2 separate regions of the Ovis aries genome follow, and region 1 is linked to region 2. A link is a contact called in public Hi-C data. All regions are on one chromosome and are shown on one strand. The core of a region is the stretch at or near the end of the contact, and the rest is flanking DNA. Distances in the headings are between cores, read along the strand shown.

Region 1 (4,515 bases), core at 130-2,629, 120 kb before region 2:
TAGAGCCTAGCACAGTCTAGCATGCAGCCAGAACATAATAAATACGGTTGTGGCTGAATGAATAGGCTTCGGAACCTCAGTCTCCCTATCTGTAAAATGGGGGGAAGCACTATAAATCTCAAGAAGTACGTGAGAATCAAACGAAACAGCATGAACAAAACACCTGACACATTAGAAGGAGCCCATAAATGGCCGCTATACTGACCATCAAGTGCACAGCTACCTCTTCCAGTCACCCTCTCTCTCACTGACAAATACCTATTTGCCAGCCCTCTGTTAGTTGATTAGTCAATAATTATGTCTTACCCATCAATATATGCTGGATTTGCAGTGCTCTTCACATACTTATTTGAAATCCAGAGGAATGAAGTCATCAGAGTCATTTCTAAGAGTCATTTATTCATGGTCTTTCCCACCTTCTCTCTCTCTCTCTCACATACACACACACACACACACACACACACACACACACACACACACACACACATATACACACAAACAAATTCCAGGACGCTAAGTAATTTTCAAAGGACAAAGAGATAGCCATTCATTCACCTCCACGGAGGGCTCACCCAGTGTCAGCTACAGGCGCAGGCAGAGGAACAAAGACAGATGAAGTCATGCCCCTTGGGAGTTCACAGTCTGCTGGTAGGAACAGGCACATAAACATGTAACTCCACAATGTATTAGTGACGGTCAGTGGAACAACCGGGGGACGCGCAGGGTAGTACCCGGGAATCCCAGAGGAGGGAGCTAAAGCGCAACCTGCTGCTGCTGCTGCTGCTAAGCCGCTTCGGTCGCGTCACCTAGGCAGGCTTTAAAGGGGCCTGAGAAGCAGGCTATTTCTGATGACTCTCATGGCTATACCTTCATCCCACTTGCTCTCATTCTGTCCTCTGAGAAGATGGAGAACAGTTCATCAGCACCTTCCTCATAATAACGGCTTCAATCCATCATAAAGGCCAGCTCTAATGAACACAGAAGTCACCAAGGACATGGTCCTGGTCTGAATATTTCACTGTCACAGAAGTCTACGAGTCAGGACTTGGAATCAATCCAGCTGAGCTAACAGGAGCTTTCTGAGCACTAGCTATTCGACCCTTTCCTAGATAAGCTCTTCGTAGGTGGTTGTGCAAAAATATCTCTCTGTTTGCTTCCTCTGAGGGCTACTTTTTAAGCCCTGACTTGGTCTTCTACACTCCTAGCATTTTATTTTGTGTTTTGAACAGCAGAGCTGAGATTCAGAATCAACACTAAAAAAAAAACAAAAAAAAACCTCATGAATTATAAGTACGGTGAAATCTCACTTCCTGCTCTCATTAATGAGGAAGGACACATTTCTTTCTGTTCTGAGTATACTTTCAAAGGAAGGCACAGGCAGGAATCCATTGCCAGAGACAGCCTTACGAACAGGTGGCTGAACAGTCCTCCGACAGCTGTGAGCCGGGTGCTGAGAAAGGCGTGATCTCCCACAAGATGTGCTCTGGACGCCAGAGTGACCGCTGTGGTGGGGGGAGTGGGGGGCCTCTTGAGATACAGAGCACTGTTATCAGGGAAGAATAACCTTATTTTCAGTTCACAGGGAACAACATTGCTGATAACTACTCAATACCACCCACAGCATATACAGAGAATGAGTGGCTGGGAAACAGAGCTGGCAAAATGTAAGCAGGGGGGGATACACTGGCAGATGGGGTGCCCTCAGACGGGTAGTCATACCAGGACACTGGTTCCTGTGCAACCCTTTATCTCAGATTGGGACTATAATCCATGTGTCTGGGACTCGAACCCAGCAGAAACCACAGTCTTCCAACTGAGATGAGAGACCAGTTGGTTTCAGGACCTAATGAAGCTCAGGTTCTTGATGTCTCATCTCAGAAAAAATCCGGTGAGAGACGAAGTGATAGGTAAGAAGTGGATTTATTCAGAGAGAAACACACTCCACAGACAGACGGTGAGCCATCGCAGAGGGTGGGTGCAGCAGCCTCAAAATGTGGTGTGGTTAGTTTTTAGGGGCTGGGTAATTTCACAGGCTAATGAGTGGGAAGATTATTCCAGCTATTTTGGGAAAAGGGTAGAGATTTCCAGGAATTGGGCCACCGCCCATTTTTTGGTCTTCTGACGGTGGCTTGGAACTGTCGTGGAGCTTCTGAGTGTCTCATGTAGCTTGCTGATTGAGGATCAAGGTCTAGTCAAAGTTGACTTGTCTGCATCTTGGACTCATTTGATTCAGATTAGTTTATGTTGTGTCCTTGGGCTATGTGCATTCTTTCAAAAGGGCTGCCATGACGAGGTACCGTAGACTAGGTGGCTTAAGACAACAGAATTTTATTTTCTCATGATTTCTCATCATTCTGGAGGCAAGGAATCTGAGATCAAGGTGTCTACAGGGTTGTTTTTTCCTAAGGCCTCTTTCCTTGGCTCACAGATGACTGTCTCCTCCCAGTGTCTTTACATGGTCTTTCCTCAATGTATGTCTTTGTCCTAATCTCCTCTTCTTTTAAAAATATTTTAAAATACTTCTTTATTTACATTCAACTCTTTCAAGAGTCCCATGGACTGCAAAGAGATCCAACCAGTCCATCCTAAAAGAAATCAGTCCTGAATATTCATTGGAAGGACTGATGCTGAAGCTGAAACTCCAATACTCTGGCCACCTGATGCGAAGAACGGATGCGAAGACCCTGATTCTGGGAAAGATTAAAGGCAGGAGAAGGGGACAACAGAAGATGAGATGGTTGGATGGCATCACCAACTCAATGGACATGAGTTTGAGTAAGCTCTGGGAGTTGGTGACGGACAGGGAAGTGTGATGTGCTGCAGTCCATGGGGTCACAGTCAGACACGACTGAGCAACTGAACTGAACTGAACTTGCAACCCCATGGACTGTAACCCACCAGGCTCCTCTGACAATGGGATTCTCCAGGCAAGAATACTGCAGTGGGTTTCCATTTCCTTCTCCAGGAGATCTTCCTGACCCAGGAATCGAACCCGAGTGTCCTGCATTGCAGGCGGATAATTTACCAACTGAGCTATGAGAAGTCTGGCTTCACCAGGCCTTGGTTCTTTAGTTACAGCACATCTGTTCTTTTACTTGTGGCATGCAAGACCTTTAGTTGCGGCAAGTAAACTCTTAGCTGCAGCATGTGGGATCTAGTTCTCTGGCCAGGATCGAACCTGGGCACCCTGTATTGGGAGCATGGAGTCTTAGCCACTGGACCACCAGGGAAGTTCCTAATCTCCTCTTCTTATAAAGATGCCAGTCTTATTGGAGTAGCGTTCACCCCAATGACCTTGTTGAACCTGAATCACCTCTTTAAAGACTCAACCTCCAAATAAAGTCACAAGCTGAGATGCTAGGGGACAGGACTCCAACATCTGAATTTTAGGAGACACAATTCAGCCTATAATGAGAAGTAAAAAGGGAAATATGGAATGAGAAATAGAGGGATGAGGCTGGGAATCACCAGGCTGGCCACTAAAATGGGTTTGATCAAGAAAGGCTGGAGGGCAGTTGTGGAGGAGTTCAGCCACCACCTCTTCCTTCGCTGAAGACTTCCAAACTGAATTATAAAGCTCTGACCTTGCTCTGTGGTTCTAAGTGACACATTTCCAATGCCTACTGGACATATGCCACCTGGATGACCTGCCAACATCTTAAATACAGGAACACTCAAATTGAACCTCCTTCTGATTTCTATTACTGCCAGACTTCCAGGAATGTTTGATCTCTTCCCTCTTAATCATCAAGACCCTTTGCCCTTGCTTCATTGTATCTTCTTACATAGATTTCCTTTCCTGAGGCTGTGATTCCTATCACAGCTACTCCAGCCATTCTTATCTGCACCATTGAAAACATCTCCCAACAGGTCACTCTACCTCCAGGCTCTTCTATCAACTTGCCTACACATTGCTGTTGCTGTTCAGTTGTTCAGTTGCTCAGTCATGTCCAACTGTTTGCTACCCTGTGGACTGCAGCACACCACGCTTCCCTGTCCTTCACCATCTCCTGCAGCTTGCTCAAACTTCTGCCCATCGAATCAGTGATGCCATCCAACCATCCTGTCCTCTGGCATCCCCTTTTCCTCCCACCTTCAATCTTTCCCAGCATCACAGTCTTTTCTAATGAGTTGGCTCTTCGCATCAAGTGGGCAAGTACTGGAGCTTCAGCTTCAGCATCAATCCTTCCAATGAATATTCAGGACTGATTTCTTTTAGGATGGACTGGTTGGATCTCCTTGCAGTCCAAGGGACTCTCAAGAGTCTTCTTCAACACCACAGTTCCAAAGCATCAATTCTTCAGCGCTCAGCCTTCTTTATGGTCCATCTCTCACATCCATACATGACTACTGGAAAAACCATAGCTTTGACTAGATGGACCTTTGTCATCAAAGTAATGTCTCTGCTTTTTAATATGCTGTCTACCTTGGTCATAGCTTTTATTCCAAGGACCAAGTATCTTTTAATTTCATGGCTGCAGTCACCATCTGCAGGGATTTTAGAGCCCAAGAGAA
Region 2 (4,185 bases), core at 1,139-3,638:
CAGCAAACTAAAAGGTGAATTAAAATATCCAAACTAAGCCTGACCTCAGCTTTCACTGAACCTTTTCTTCAGAATGAAACTGTAAAAATAAATCTAACTAGCGTTTGCTTTGCTTGACAGCATAATTTAGTAGTAACCAAAGTAGCCATATGTGGTCCTTTAAGCCTCAGAAACACAGCACCTTTTGAATCATTGTGCCGGGCGGAATATATTTTGTGCTCGATATGTACTTGCTGAATGAATTTCTACAGCAGTGCTGGATTTGGACTAAGCCAACCAAATTTTCACATACTTTAACTTAGTGAAAATAGCATGGTTTTCAAGAAAGAGTACAGAATGGATGAAGAATGCAGTTTGATTGAGGAAGAGAGGAAAGCAATATGAATATACTCATAATCCAATGGATCACATAATGTACTGTCCTCGAGCAAGCCCATTTATCTAAAAACATGTAACTATCACTCGTTTGTGGGCTTCTGGTGCTTCTAGGGGGCTTTCAATGTCTAGAAGTAGTGCCGTTTCCTAGAACTTTGTAATAAACTTGCACTTTCCCCCCCGGTTTTCTTTTGTTTTCACACACTTTTCATAAAAGTTCTCTGTAGCATATAAGTATATATACACGTAAGGAATAGAGTTCAGAAACGGGTGTATGTGTGGGGTGAGGTCAAGGCCCTTATAATCGTCGTTCATTCATTATCCAGCTATTAAGCAAATACTGTGTGTCAGGCAGTATTTTCTACACAAAACTCCAGTTTGGGGCGGCGAGGGGGGAGGACCTTGCCCTCCTGGAGCTTACATTATTCTATCGGTACAGATGAGATAAACAAGCATGATAAGTAGAATGCCTGCAGGATAAAAATGAGGAGGGAATCGGGAACGTCCAGTTTAAAGAGAGGCCACAGAGCCCCGAGGAGACAGCCGAGCAAAACCCTGAAAGTAAGAGAGAAACTCTGTGGCACTCGTGGAAGGAGCTTGGTAGAAGGCGGAGCAGACACCCTGCTGGCTCCGCAACCGAGGCGACTCCCCGCGCCCCACCGCGCGCAGCGCCTTCAGGCCGTGGTCAAGACTTCGGCTTTTACTCCCGGCTAAGCAAATGCCGGCTCGAGAGACGCGTAAGATCTGATTTAGTCCTTGTAGCGATCTCTGAAGCAAAAGGAATGGCCCGCGGGCAAATTTGCCTGTTTAACTTTCAGCGTACTGGTACACAGACAAATACAGTTCACATACAACTTAAGTAAACTCACGATAATATAACACAAATTTCGTCCCATTTGAATAAAATCCGCTTACCTAGGCACTTTTACCTGAAGAATAGCACCCTCTATATTTACAGAAGTAAATAGTAAACTTAATAGTGAACTGTATGATAAAGTTATTTCAGGTGTTTCAGTAAGAGACTACAGAAGGCTCGGTACTGTACACAGAATCGCATCTGTACTCCAGCCTTGGTCAGGACCTCTGTTTCGAGCGTAAAGAGGAAAACGATGTCTGAAATCGGCCCGGCCCGCAGTCCGCCGGCTCTCCCCGCGCGCTCGGCTCCACCCACACCTAGAATGGGGCGCGCTCCGGGCCCACCGCGGGCCGGCTCCTCGCTCGAACAGCGTCGCCTACAGGCCTTTATCCCGACTGCTAGGCAAGAGCCAAAACCACCATCAACAAAAAGCGAGCCCAGAAAAGACCACATATTTCCAGAAATAAATGCATTACAAACACGATTCCAATTCAATCCAGCTGAGAATCTTCGTCTCCTTCAAGGGTTGCGTCCTTACTCCGCAGAAATAATGCAGAGATGGGAGTAAAGTCCGGCCTCTCAAAAAGAGAGAAGAGTGTACAATACGATACATCCATCCACCCGGCTGCAGGGACACCATTTAAAAAATGCTCGGTCGCCGTCCGATCGCGGGCGTCCTCTACGTGGCCGCCCCGAGCTCGGCTCCCGAGAGCTAATGACGAGCAGCTGGGGCGGCGTGCGTGGTCTGCGAGCCGGTCCCGGCCTGAGCGCCCCCCACGCATACGACCACCACCGAGGCTCAGGCCCCGTTCCGGCCGGCCTCCAGGAAAATAAAGACCAGGAAGACCTGGCCCGCTCGTGCCACAGCGAAAACGCCGCTCCGCAGGATCGACACTAAAAGGCAACGTCCACAGCCGCCCCGACGAGAAGGGCGCGGAGGAGAGGCCCCCGCCGCCTCGCTGCCGGCCGCCTCCGGGCCTCGGGTGCGGTGCGGAGCTGAGCGGCACGGGCTGTGCAGTGCGGCGAGGCCGAAGACGCGAGCCCAAGTGGCGGCGGCGGCGCGGCGGTGGCGGAAGTGGAGTGGGGAAGAGGGGGTGGTTGTTAGTGTTTGGCGCCGGCGGAGGGAGTCATTCCTGCAGCTGCACTTCCGGTCGGCATTTTGTTCTGAGAGGGAGAGACGGAACGAGAGAGAGACACACACAGGGCTCCTTCCCCCCCCGCCCTCCCCCCCCTCCCTCCGTCGGTACCGACTCACCCGACACCACCAAGCCGCAGGGAGGGACGCCCCCGCCGACTGGAGGATTGGTTCCCGGGCCGGCGGCGATGCCCCCCCGGTAGCTCGGGCCCCTGGTCGGGTGTTTGTGAGTGTTTCTATGTGGGAGAAGGAGGAGGAGGAGGAAGAAGAAGCAGCGATTTGTCTTCTCGGCTGGTCTCCCCCCGGCTCTACATGTTCCCCGCACTGAGGAGACGGAAGAGGAGCCGTAGCCACCCCCCCTCCCGGCCCGGATTATAGTCTCTCGCCACAGCGGCCTCGGCCTCCCCTTGGATTCAGACGCCGATTCGCCCAGGTAAATTCCTGCTCTTTATTTCGGCGGCGGCGGCGGCGGCGGCGCCAGGTCCTCAGCGTCTCTCCTCCTCGCTCCCCTCCCCGCCGTTTCCTTAGCGGCCCCAGGTCTCCTCCACGGGCGAGTCTAGAGTTCGCTCCTCTCTGGTGGCAGCCGCCCTGGGTGGCGGTGGTTTTGTACCCTCTCCCGGCCGGCTCCGGTGGCGGGGACTGGGCTCCTGCCGGGCGGCCGGGGAGGCGTAGGCCCGGCGGAGAGTGCAGGCCGCGGGCCAGCGGAATCTACTTGAGCTCGGGGATTAGGAGAGCTCCGGGCTGAGCGGAGCTACTGCTGGTCGGTGACAGGCCTCGCCCGGGAGAAGAGCTGTAGCTAGTGAGGAGGCGGAAACAATACAACTAACAGCAAATGTGCCCTCTCCGTCCCCATATTTACAACTTTCCTGGTCCGGGAGTGGGGAACGTCCCAGTGAAACAAACAACCCCCCTTCTTCCCCCTGTGACCCCATGAAGGGAGGAAGTAGTTTCAGTTAGTGAGACAAATGTAAATACTCAGACACGGATCCAGTGGTAATTCTTTTCCTGTGTAGAACTTGTTTGGACGTTGGAAAGTTAATAAAGACTCATTTTCTTTTTAAGGAAAATTAAATCGTCCACATGAATATTTAATACAGAAAACTATAGTATAGTAGACACTGCATATGACCCCCCCACCCACGCAAAGCGCTTTTATGTTGTTGTTTGACAGTGTGTTGCACATGGACTTTTTATTCAGAGACAAGTGTAAAGTACTTGACAGGTTTACCCTGCCTCTTTATATTTGTGTGCGTTATATAAGGACAGTTTTAACTGATTATACGTGAAACACTCAGGTACTTCCTGATCTAAACGTGTAGAAGCTTAAAAAGGTTTTTAAATGTTCTGAGAATTGCGGTGAGATATAAGTACATCCAATTTCCTTTAAAAGGACAGAAATGAAGTTATGCTTAAAATCCCTGGGAGGTTAAAAAAAAATGTGAAAGGTGCCATCCTTTCATGTCAGGGCAGATCTTCTTGAGGTCCCAGGATTGTCATTGGCTGTTTGTGCCCATGATGTTTGACTGTGTAATGAGAGAGGTGTCATTTTAATAGGTCAAATGTATCTGTAAATGCTGGAGAAAAATATCAATTTTATCTTAAATTCTAGCTCACAAGTAAGTTAAGTGCTTGGAGCTTGTTTGTGGAGGCGTTGATAATGTAGGTTGGTATAAGGGAAAAGCCAGTTTAAAAGTGCTCAGCCATACAAGTTGCATAGAAAAATAATTGTTCCTGGGTTAGACTGTTTTGATACTTTGTCTCATATTCACTGAAGGAAAACTTTCATTGGTTAAAATGAAGCAACACCGATCAACAAAGT

What was found. Hi-C and Micro-C count contacts between places; a contact is called where the count stands out from the background.
Region 1: a contact with region 2 is called in a Hi-C map of liver, with 3 times the contacts expected there. The contact joins the enhancer-like site here to the promoter of NIPBL in region 2. A contact is called at or near these places in 12 of 16 Hi-C or Micro-C datasets (blood, hypothalamus, liver and 5 more).

What each region holds. Positions count from the first base shown.
Region 1 is chr16:37,643,240-37,647,754 of ARS-UI_Ramb_v3.0, reverse strand. No RefSeq gene overlaps it. Among named protein-coding and RNA genes, the nearest start is that of NIPBL, 120 kb to the right of the region's middle. Within about 2 kb of position 1,379, at least 17 of the 54 cell types and tissues checked have an H3K27ac peak or open chromatin away from gene starts, as enhancers often do. A contact at or near this core is called in hypothalamus and liver, where this site is marked.
Region 2 is chr16:37,520,161-37,524,345 of ARS-UI_Ramb_v3.0, reverse strand. NIPBL (NIPBL cohesin loading factor) reads left to right here and starts at 2,388. Exons shown (of 47, transcript XM_060400493.1): 1 at 2,388-2,799.